Linked DNA regions of Urocitellus parryii: region 2 is linked to region 1. A link is a contact called in public Hi-C data. All regions are on one chromosome and are shown on one strand. The core of a region is the stretch at or near the end of the contact, and the rest is flanking DNA. Distances in the headings are between cores, read along the strand shown. Region 1 holds the start of Ncoa1 (nuclear receptor coactivator 1). Region 2 holds the start of Cenpo (centromere protein O).

Evidence for each region. A called contact is a pair of places that touch in the nucleus more often than the background predicts.
Region 2: a contact with region 1 is called in a Hi-C map of liver, with 5 times the contacts expected there. The contact joins the promoter of Cenpo here to the promoter of Ncoa1 in region 1. A contact is called at or near these places in 2 of 2 Hi-C or Micro-C datasets (liver and muscle).

Annotation. Positions count from the first base shown.
Region 1 is chr12:49,570,884-49,577,051 of mUroPar1.hap1, forward strand. Ncoa1 (nuclear receptor coactivator 1) reads left to right here and starts at 2,409. Exons shown (of 21, transcript XM_026385104.2): 1 at 2,409-2,491.
Region 2 is chr12:49,836,390-49,841,716 of mUroPar1.hap1, forward strand. Cenpo (centromere protein O) reads left to right here and starts at 3,575. Exons shown (of 7, transcript XM_026398455.2): 1 at 3,575-3,654; 2 at 3,823-3,924. The coding sequence starts at 3,879. Ptrhd1 (peptidyl-tRNA hydrolase domain containing 1) reads right to left here and starts at 3,589. Exons shown (of 2, transcript XM_026398675.2): 1 at 3,236-3,589. The coding sequence starts at 3,487.

The DNA.
Region 1 (6,168 bases), core at 1,159-3,658:
GGAGAGATAAGACAGTGATATAAATGCTTTGGCAAGTGATTATGACTTGCAGAGAGAGGAGAAAAGAAGTCATGGATGGCTCTGGCAATATAAATCATATTTGAATTTCATTCATCATTCAACACCAGCACTGTGTATCTGGAGGATGTTTTAGAGCTAATTAAGACACTGGGCTGCAGAGTGGGGGACTGAAAGAAGGAGATTCAGGAATATGTTGACAGAAGGAGCTGTGGAAATAAACAGTCAATCTAAGTGAGAGGAGGGGAAGGAAAAAAATAAAAGCTTAAGGATAACAACATTTTATGTCTTAGCAAAGAAGGAGCAGTCAAGAAAAGTCCAGAAAACAGGCAGAGAGACAGGGGAGGAGATGCAGAAGACAGGGAAGAGAGATAAGTTTCAAAAAGAAAGAGTTAGCAGTGGCAAGTGCTGTAGAAAGGTCACATGAAAGGATTTGGCAATCAGCATTTATTGGAGACCAATGGAGACCGGAAGACCATGCATAAGTGCCTCATTCTTGGCCACCAGAGGTCAGAATAAGGTGCTCTACACAGTCTGGATTGGACTAGGGAAGTTAGGCCCAAAAGAAGGAGACAGAACTGATGAATGCCCCGTGTATTTCCAGCTATTATTGCGGGTGGCTAGAGGTAGTGTTAGAGCAGATGAGGGGGGCTGGTGTTGTAGCTCAGCAGTAGAGCGCTGGCCTAGCACATTTGAGGCCTTGGGTTGCATCCTCAGCATGACATAAAAATAAATAAATGAAGGTAAAGAAAAAAGCAGATGAGGGCAGAGCTAATGATATGCACCCAGGGACTCATTAGTAGGTCTTTGACAACAATCAGTTGGATGAATATGTAGATGAAGGAATATTTGAATGAATGCGGGTTATGGGCTAGAGGGTGTTTTATGAGAATGACCGCAATAGGAAGAGGAAGATAGAGCTGAACCTAGCAGGATGGAGTACCTGCCTGGGGAAGAAATCTCCTGCTGTCTTAGGTGCTAGGGAGGTCGGTGTTTTCAAAGAAAATGTTCATTTGGAGAAGGATGAGGGGCTTAAGGATTTACAAAGGCTACTTTTGGGAAGAAAATGCAGGAAAAGAAACAGAAGTGTTGGGCTACAGCAGCAGGAGGACAGGATTGAGGTAGGTGAGGATGGCTAAATGGGTACAAGAATTCAGAAAAAGGAAAGAGGATTTAGGGCCCTTTACAAAGCGCTTTCATGGCCAGGGAGAAGATGGGTATTATAATGCCAGCCTTTGGATAGGGCTGCTTTCCAGATAAAGCCACCACGGCATGTGAGACTGTTCTGCTGCTGTTTGATGTTTCTAGTGACAAGGAACACTCCACTTTTGGAAGTAGCACTTCCATTATAGAATAAGAAAAGGAGATAGAAAAGAAGAAAGGTGTGGGCCCCCCTTGAGGGAAAAGATCTATGAATGACAGACATTTTGGGTAATTCATGCAATTGCAGAGCCAGACGTGTCAGTCAGATCTTTTCATCTGTAAAATGAAGGGAGTAGATGAGCTTTCTTTTCCCTTGTCTAACAGTCTGTGAAATCATCTAGACAACCACCTCCCAATTTTACAGAATAAAAAACGAGGCCCGCGGGATGTGTCTCACTTAAAGTAATACAACACCGTAGTGGAGAGACAGGCACCGAGCCCACTCCTCCCGGGTCCACACGGCCTTTGGCCGCTCTACAGGCTCCCCTGGAAGATAAAGAGCAGCAGGAGGGTGCAGGCTGGGCGGCCCGGGCTGGGGCACCCAGGGGTTGGAGGCCGCTTCCCGGCATTGGGCAGAGGACCGCCCCGAGGGGAGGGCCAGCTGGGAAGAGTTCGGGCCTCCTTTCCCACACTTCGTTAGGACCCGGGCCGGGGCGGACCTGCAGCCGACAGAGGGCGCGGGGCGGCTTCTGGCTCCTCGGGCCGGGAGGGTAGGTGGGGGCGCGCTGGCCCGGGCGCGCCGTCGGAGCTCGCGGGCACCGAGTCGCCCGGGCCCCGGCAGCCGAGCGGGCGGGGGCTGGCGGCGGGCGGGGCGGGGCGGGGCGGCCTGAGCGGGGCGGGGCGGGGCGGGGCGCAGAGGGGGCGGGCCGTGAGCGGGGGGCGGTGGCGGCGGCGGCGGCGGCCGAGCAGGAGGAGAACATGGCGGCCGCGGAGAGCGGCTGAAATGCCTGTTCTTCAGGCCAGGCGAGCGGGAGACTGACGCTGCTTGCCGAGCCCTGTCCTCCGACGGCTGGACCGCGGCCTCGAGCGCCTCGGTCGCCTGTTCGCCGCTGCACCTTCGGGCAGAGCCTGCTCTGGGGTCGTTCTGCATCCCCCTGCGAGGGGACCCGTGCTCCGGAGGAGGGGGCCGGAGAGCCGCGGCTGCAGCCGCCTGGGCCCCGGGGGCTGGGCGCCGGGCCGAGGAGCGGCGGAGGCCGCGGCGGCGCCGCTACGGTCGCGGACGAGCGCGGCGCCCGTGAGCGCGGCCCAGAGGCGGCGGCGACGGCGGCAGGTGAGTGGCGGCGGCGGGCGCGGAGCCTCGCGGTGGGTGCAGCTGTCACGAGCCGCGCGGCCGCCGAGGCCCTAGGGGGCGGGGAGCAGCTGGCGCCCTCCGCCCCTGCTCGCCTTTCTCTCGGTTTCATCTCCCCCTCCCACTTTCCCCGAGTTCCCCTCCTGGCCTGGCGCGGCTGGAGGGGCCGAGGTCGCAGCTGTCACCGGCACCAGCTGGGGGCTGCTCCCCGGCGAGGGAGCTCGCTGCAGAGCGCCTCGCCTGCGCCTCTCTCCCAGTTGCCCTAGTTAGCCGAGGGCGAGCATCCGCGGAGGACGCGCGAGGCTGCGCGGCGCGGGCCGGGTGGGGAGCGGGCGCCCCGAGCCGCCGCGGAGAGGGGGAGCCGGAAGTCAGCGCGGGCGCCCCTCGGCCCCGAGGAGCGCCGTGACCTTGGCCAGCCCGCCAACCTCTCCGAGTCTCGTCTCCTGCACCGCGAAATGGGGGCGACCCCGGCGTACCTCTCCGTAGGCGCAGCCTTCGACGGCACTTGCGCTTAGCCCCGCGCTCTTGCCTTCTCTGCCCGGGACCAGGGACTTGGGAGGTAGAAATGGGTGGATAAAGCCGATTTTCCTGTTACGACTGGGGTTTGGTCCCTTTCCTGGGATTCTGCCCGAAAGGACTTAGGAAGGGAAGCAAAGGTGTTGACTAGACGATTGGGAGGTGGGGTTGGTTAGTGGTCAGGGACAGAACTCTCCTGGTCCCTTGGAAGAGACAGAAATCGGACACCAGGGTCCCTCGTCCTTACTACCCGGCTGTGGTGTTTTTCTTTCTTTTTTTCCCATTTTCTTTTAATAAAAGCAGTCACTCCCATGGGTCAGACACTGACTGGTCTAAGGATGTTCGAGGGAGAACGGAGGGGTTGACACGGCAGCCCGTGAGACAAGGACAGGCCGCCGTGCTGTGGCCGCAGAGTTTGGTGGGGAGGAAAACTTTAAGCTGGAGAGTCTGTTATCCTTTCTTGCCCGCCTCTCCTCCTCTATTGTGGAGGCGTTGAAGAGGCAGGTGTCCTTGTGGAGAAGGTGACACTTTTTCTTTTGAGACAGTGAATTTTTAATGTCGAGTATTTGGTTGGTGAATGAAGGGTCCTCGAGGGAATTGCGGTCCCAGCACCTCAGTGGATGGCAAGAGGAACTCTTTGGCCATGATTTGTGAGGCATGATGCTTAGACTTAAGTGATGAAGAAAATCAAGCGTCCGTGTAAGACATTACTACCTTGAAGTTTAGGTATTGGACAGTTGTAGGGGTGGATTTTAAGGGTTAAATTTGTTTGAGGTTTTTCCTCTGCTTTGCTTAGGGAATTGGTGGGAGGTTAGTCTTAAAAAAAAGTTGGCCAAAGGGGCCTCTCTGTTAGTTTCACAGAAGCTGTGATGTAGGAAGGGGTCGAATTTCTTCATGTTGGGAATAAAGTGAAAAGAAAGTATTTGCGCATTTGCTCGGGTTTTTTGGCTCTTGAACTAGAAGTAGTTTTGGGTTAAAGGTAGCAGTGGGGTTTGATAAATAGGCATTCTTTGAGCAGTTTGTCATAAACTAGATAAAATGGAAGTGTTTCTACTATATCTCCTGTACCTTGTGGGAAGGTCTAAAATTGCTTCCGTGAACCAGTGTCTACTGTTTTCTCTCTTATTTCTTATTCAGACTTTATATTTAGGGAGCAGTGGGTAAAAAGGGGGGCCTGAATAGGGAAAATTTGGAGAGAAAATGGAGGTATTTGGTTTGATTTTTTGTAGACATTCTGCACTACTTATTTAATCTCCATTGAACTTTGGGTTATAAGGTGCAAATTTGAATTTCACAAAGTTATAGTTAATCTCTTCCTTATTTCTATCTGAGAAAATTTGTAAGATTGTGTCTATTAAATTGCTTTTTCGTGTGGTTTAAGCCAAAGGAGTGTTTTAGATCTGCATTTTTAGGTAAGTGGTTTTATTGAAAAAACAGTGCTTGATGGAACTAATAGTGATTGTTCCACTTAAACTGGGATTATATAGACAATGCATTTTCCTCCCTCTTTCTGCCAACATTTGTTTTTCTTTCTCCCTCAATTCCAGGGTTTCATTTCTAGAAATCTGGACTGGAAACAGAAGCAGCAGTTTGTATAATCCCAAGAACTTGCTTATGCCAGGAAGCTGTAAGGGTAACATGAAGTGGGTGTGATATAAAGATACTGCTATTACTTCAGACATTTAACTGTTAAGGGAGCCTCAGGTCAAACTTTATATTTTGCTGAATTTCCTGTTTTCTTATATGTGTTAATCTTTTGGTGGGCAGAGGATTGGGTTGCTATGGTGCCGACTGGTGTATATTGTGAAAGTGTTGGCAAATTTATAAAGAAAGGTGGTAAACAAGCCTAAATAACTTAAAGATGTTCCTAGCATGAAGTGTTTTCTGCTTGTCCTCTTGACCCTGCTAATTCAGTGAGTGGTGTTTGCTAGAACTAAATGTTAAGTAAGTGATAAGGGTGGTATGGAAGTGCTGAAAGGTATAGTGGGAGAGAGAGTATCTTAGACATCCCTTGAAAATCTTTTTTTTTTTCTAGTGGATTATTTATCAAACTGTGATTTCTAATTGTTTTTAAGGACATTTTAGCTCTTGTTGCTCAGTTGTCATCAATTTTATATTCCTTCTCTTAGATACTACCTCTGTTTCTTATTTTAGTTTGTATTTTTTGGCCCCATCTCTCAAGGACTTCACATTGTTTGAGTGTAATGTTGCATATCTTATGGAGTTGTTTGGCCTTAAGCCATATGGCCTAATTTAACTTTCATTTTAGGGCAGATATGGGAGGTCAATACAGGCAGACAACACTGCATAGAATCCCCTAAGTCATGGAGCATAGGAGATCCCCAGGATGCTCATTAATGTCTTGGCAATGATTTCACCTTCTAAATATGATAATCACAGGAATTCTCAAAGGGCCATCCATTACTTTACTGGCAGATGTCCAAAAATGTTATGGTGTACACTTTTCTGTATTACCTGCAAATACTGGATGCTGAGGTGGGTGTGGAATTTAGATGAAAGATTTCTGTTTGAGGAGTTGGATGACAGAGCCCTATTATCTATTAGTCTGGGCTAAAATTCTCCCCACCTTATATAAAGTTCCTGTGTGTTTGGACAGATTGGACTAGGGAAAGAACTTCTTGATTGTTTCTCTTTCACGTTAATCAGTAGCTTATGCTTTGGTCATTGGCTACGGAGAACAGACTTCATGGTCTCAGATCTTTTTCTTACCTCATGAAAGTGATATCTAGACATTTTAAATGTTGCTTGTCTTTTCTTATATTTTAGTTAGACTGTGTACCTTTCCCTCAACATATGGTGTCAGAAGTCATACAGTGGCCTAGTTGCAACTGGCCACTATTGATTGCTTAATTTAAGGATGTACAGATTATTTTTTTATAGCCTAGTTCTGGAAAATGATTTGTAAGTGTATAGTACTTGGATTAGTATAGAGTGTAGAAATGATTATTTTGTATTTCTGCCAGATGGATACATAGATAAATAAGGGAAATTATTATAAAACACTGACACTAACATGCAAATCCAGTTCCATAACTGCAAGACAGAGTTGTTGTATCAGTGTTCTCTCCCTGATAACCCGTCCACAACATGGTATTTTTGAGACTCTTTGAAGTGATAGGCTT
Region 2 (5,327 bases), core at 2,325-4,824, 270 kb after region 1:
TAGATAAGTGGCTGGGGAGGTGGAGGCAGGGAGAAACCTAATAGTCCTATTAACAAAATGGAGATTTTTCTCTTTCCTCTTGAGATGTTTTAAGTATGCCCCATACATTTTCTAGCTCCCCTACAATTGGTATTCACAACAGCCATCCCTAATTCTTTGGCCAGCTAGGACTTTAAGAGCTAATTACTGGAAGGATTTCTAAAATTACATACACCTTTCTTCTCCAATCCCACCAGGCCCAAAGCCTAGAAATTTTCCTTCTGCTGGGATAGCTCCCACTTTGTTTTTTTTTTTTTTTAATGAAAGGGAAAATAAACTATTCTCTAACACCTTTCTAAAATTATTTCTGGGTCATCCCTATCACCCACTTCAAAAATCCCATGCTGAATCCCATTGCAGGAAGTATTAAAACTATAACTCAGAAAATTAGTGTGTAATTATGCATAAGATACATTTTTTGCCTATGAAGGCAGACGTCACTAAGATAACTGGAGGCTTCTTTTATCAAGTTAGTGAATGCTAGGATTGTCACTCATCTGGCTAAGTCCTTCAGGTAAAGCCATGCTAGAGGCACTAATGCCACCTCCCCCTCCCCACCTTGTGGCTCTGGGCAGCAGCATAGTATATTAGGTAAGTCTCTGGAATCAGACTGCTGGACTTCAAATTCTTGCTTTACCAACTATTGGTTGTGTGAACTTGAATAAGTTATGTGACTCAGCAGGGCCTCTGTTTCTCCTTTGTGAAAAAGAGATGATAATGCTTCCTAGCGATAATGAGAATTCAGTGAAATTAGGCTTAGACCTGTGACTGGCACATAATAAACACCAATAGATATACTTAATCTTGACACTGGCTTATATTTCATTGGTCCTTAAAGCAACTGGAGCACTACAATTTAATCAGAAATGACTCCTAAGTCCATTTCTTTATTCATGGCTAACAACTTTGGAATCATCAAATAGATGTCTATTAGTTTCCTTTGGGCTTCATATGTCTTGTCTGAGGAATGGGAGTCTTGAACCAGATTTCTGGAAGCCGTCTTTGTATAAAAAAGAATCTAAACGAAAAGAATCTGTCTGCTTCTTTTCTGAGTACTCAAGAGTTCCAAGACATTTTCATAAAGACTACTGCTTGCTGCTTCACTACCTAACAGCCTATTTCCCTCCCTCCCTCCCTCCCTCCCTCCCTCTCTCTCTCTCTCTCTCTCTCTCTCTCTCTCTCTCTCTTTCTTGAAAGATACTGTCTTTGTCAGCCATCCATGAAGGAAACTATCCCACCCCTCCACTCCAGGGTTCTGTTCTTTTTTTTTTTAAAGCACTTTTTTCTCATTACAAGATATTGATGTAGAAAATTTAAAAATATAGAGAAATATAAGGAAATAACCAAAATCACACCATCTAGTGAATATTTAGATGCACTTCCTTTCAAAATTAAAATCATTCTGTGTATATAATATAGCTCAACTAGCTTCATATCAATTGCACTCATATGCCATTAAATACACTTCAAACATGATTTCAGCTATTTATACAATAATACTTTATAAGGGCACAAATTAACCAAGTCTAGCACTAGAAATTTATTATTTCTACATTTTTCACCAGTACAAAGTGCTCCTTTGAAAATCTCTGCTCAAAGCTATAAGAATATCTAGGGGAACAACATTCTGGACCAAGAGAAGAACAAATACAAAGGCCACAAAGCTGAAATATGCCACGTTGAAAATTATGTATAAAGAGACACAAATGAAGTTAAAAGGGTCAGGAAGGAGACTGCATTGATAGCAAAGGGAGAAAATGAAGGAATTGTGGACTAGAGTATTAGAGTAGATTATACTGTCACAAAATAACTGAGATAATCACCTTAAAAAGAGGAAAGATTTATTTTGGCTTATAGTTTTGTAAGTTTCAGTCCATGGCCAATTTACCCTATTGCTTATGGTGAGGAGAATGTAGCAGGGAAAGCTGCTCACCTCATGGTGATCAGGAAGTAAAAATTAGGAAGAGGAGGTGTCCGGGTCTCAGTATCCCCTTTAAGGGCACATCCCCATGACCTAAAGGCTCCCGTGAGGTCCTATCCCTTAAAGTTTCTACTACCTCCCAGTACACAAAACAGGACCAAACCTTTAATTCAGAGGCCGTTAGGGGACATTTAAGGAAGCTCAAACTATAGCAGAGATGATAAGAAATTGTCAGATTCTATTATAATCTGAAATTAGAAGAAACATGATTTCTGAGTAGTCGGATATAAGGTATGGGAGAAAAATGCGTCAACATTGGTAATTTCAAGGTTTTGAACCGAATACTTGAAAGATAGATGAAGTGGTCATTAACTGAGAGTGAAAATTCTGGGTAAAACTGGTTTGGGGGAAGAGGAAGTGACTTGAAGATCATAGAATGACTTCTAGAAGACAAGAAAAACGCTTCATGTATTCCTGTTTACATCTCTGTCAGCATCTTAATTAGCCCACAATAAGGTACTACAAACTATTGAATAAATCAGGGAATGTATAATCCAAAAAAAAAAAAAAATCTGCTCAAAGCTATTTGGTTGCACCTGATTTTTTTTTCTTTTTTTTAAGAGATACAGGACTTCCAGCAGAACTGCGAGTCAAAGGGTAATTAAGATCTGTTTGGCCATCTAGACCTTACCGCTGTTTTTCAAGGTGTGCGGATTTACCGAGGTGTCTGGTATTTCCGATGCTAGGCTCAACTGATGCTATTCAAACATCTATTTACAAATAGTGTGGTGTCACACCTAGGTAAATGCACACTTCACTTTACTTCTGTATCCAAAGCGAAAAGGAAATTTTGTGTCCACATCCCTTCTGAGTTGGTTTACCTAGGCGGCATTACATCTGAGGACAGCTATACAAGGCTGGCCAGTGCGGACGCAGAAAGGCGAATGCACGAGTTAGCAGGAAAGGACTCGCTCCGCCATTCTCCGCCCTTGGAGGCGTTTCCGCAGGCCCCACCAATTTCCGGTGAGACCAGAAGGGTGCGGAGCCGTTCTTACTAACGAGCGCGATGTCCACTCTTCACAAACCAGAGGAAGTGAAGGTGCAAGGGAGAGCTCCTCGTGTAACAACCCAAGTCCCAAAACCTTTTCCAAAGTCTAAAAGTTAGAAATTCCTCCGCACTCAGACCACACCTACCCCACAGAGTTAGGCCTCAAGACCACACCCACTTCCGGTCTCGGCGTCCTCAAAGTCCCTCCCTTGGCCTGGGTGCCTCACCTCGAGAACTACTTTACGCATGCGCCCCAGCTCGCGAAGGTAAGCCGTGGTGTGCGGGTGGTCGCGGTGAAGTTGTAATGCTGCGGTAGCTGCATGACAAGCCTGCGCTACCAGTGCGCCCGCTGGCCAGGAGAACGGAGCCTGCGATAGATCTTTTCGAAGCACCAAGTATTGTACCAGGATCTGCGGCTCCGCCCCAGAGGACGCCATCTTCCTAACAACCTGAGCGGCCAGGCCTGTTCCCCGGTGCATCCTGGGATCAGGGAGGGGCCCTGAGCGCTGCCATGTTTTTGTACGGAAGGAGCGCAAAGCACGCTGGGACTGACGCTGGTTTGAAGGCGGGATGGCGGGAATTCTCTTCCCAGACTGTGGTGTGGAAGAGAGGAAGGTGAATGGAAGGCCTGTGGACCCCCTGGCAGGTAACTAGGGTGTGGGCTTTAAAAAGCTCCCGGGCTGGGCCTGCGGGGCTGCGCCCTGGGGGCGGGGAGGTGAGTCCCGTGGGGACTAGTGGGTTTTCTCGGAGCCCAGAGGGTGAGTCCAAATGGGCGTGGGTCTGACTTTGTTGCTGTTTTTCTTCTATCGTTAAGGACTTCATTAGACTTGACTGGAAAACTTCAAAGGAAAACAGGAATTTGAGGAGGAGATGGAGCGCGCACACACTTTATGTCAAGACGGTGTGTCCACAGGAGGTATTTAAAATTCGCTTTTGTCCCCTTAGTGCTGCTGCCTCAGGTAACCCGCACGCTGAAAGCCTTTTCCTTCCTGTAACTGGTGTGTGCAGTCCTGCTTAGGGTTAGAATGGTGAAAGCAGCTAACGTGGAAGACTCCAAAGAACAGCAGTCAAGAACAGGAAAAAGAATTACTTGGTGTTTCTAGGCGCCTCCTTTTGAAACTGATAGGTTGCGTTAATGATATACCAGTGTTTACATACAGAGTCGCAGCTGTAGCCAGTGAGATCTCTTTTTTTTTTTAATGCATTACTTCTGAGGGGAAATCAGTGTTGGGCAGTGAATGGATATTGCTTAGACCTGTATTTGATGTCTGGTTCTGCTTTTATAGAGTTTGCGCCCTTGAGTGAGTAACTGTATAGTTTTCTGCCTCCATTTCTTCATCTGGAACATGGAGATGAATAGTAGCATTGTTGTGTTGGTTGTGGATGTTATATACATACTTTTTTACCTGCTATATAAGTAAAGCATCTAGCACAAATGTCTTAATATGTAAGCAATGTTCAACAAATACTTTATTTTGGAGTTGATTGCCATTATGAAACAATGAACTTTAATACATAAGTGCTTAGTCTTTTGGATACTGAAATTTGCCTCTCTGTTTCTGTCCAGAAGTGAGGTTGCTTTAACTGTCCTCTATAATACCCAGTAGTATTTGTGAGCAATTCTTGTTATTGTGCTTTTCTAGTTCTGTGCTATTTTTTAGAACTTCAAGAGTGACTCTTAAGGAGTATTCAGTTTCTGAGAAAGTCAGGTGAATTTAGTATCCTTGTTTTCCTCTGAGTCCTTACTATCATAGATGACTGAAAGCCATACTCAGAAAGCTTATGCTGAGACTTTAGATAATAAACAGTCTTTGGGTTAAGATTAATTGTTACTTCAAAACTAAAAATAAGTTTGGTGACACATGCTACAGTTAGAAGTCTCTAGTCTAGGCCTAATTTTGTTTCTTTCAAAATAAGTGATGATAAACTGGCATATATACACAATGGAATATTACTCAGCAATAAAAAGAGAATAAAACCATGCCATTTGCAGGTAAATGGATGGAATTAGAGAAGATAATGCTAAGTGAAGTTAGCCAATCCCAAATAACCAAATGCCAAATGTTTTCTTTGATATAAGGAGGCTGAATCATAGTGTTTTAGGGAGAGGGATTATGGGAAGAATAGAGGAACTCTAGATAGGGCAGAGGGGTTGGAGGGGAAGGGAGGGGGTATGGAGTTAGAAATGATGGTGGAATGTGATGATCATTATTATCCAAAATACATGTATGAAGACATGATTTGGTGTGAATATACTTTGTATACAACCAGAGATATGAAAAATTGTGCTCCATATGTGTAAAAAGAATTGTAATGCAT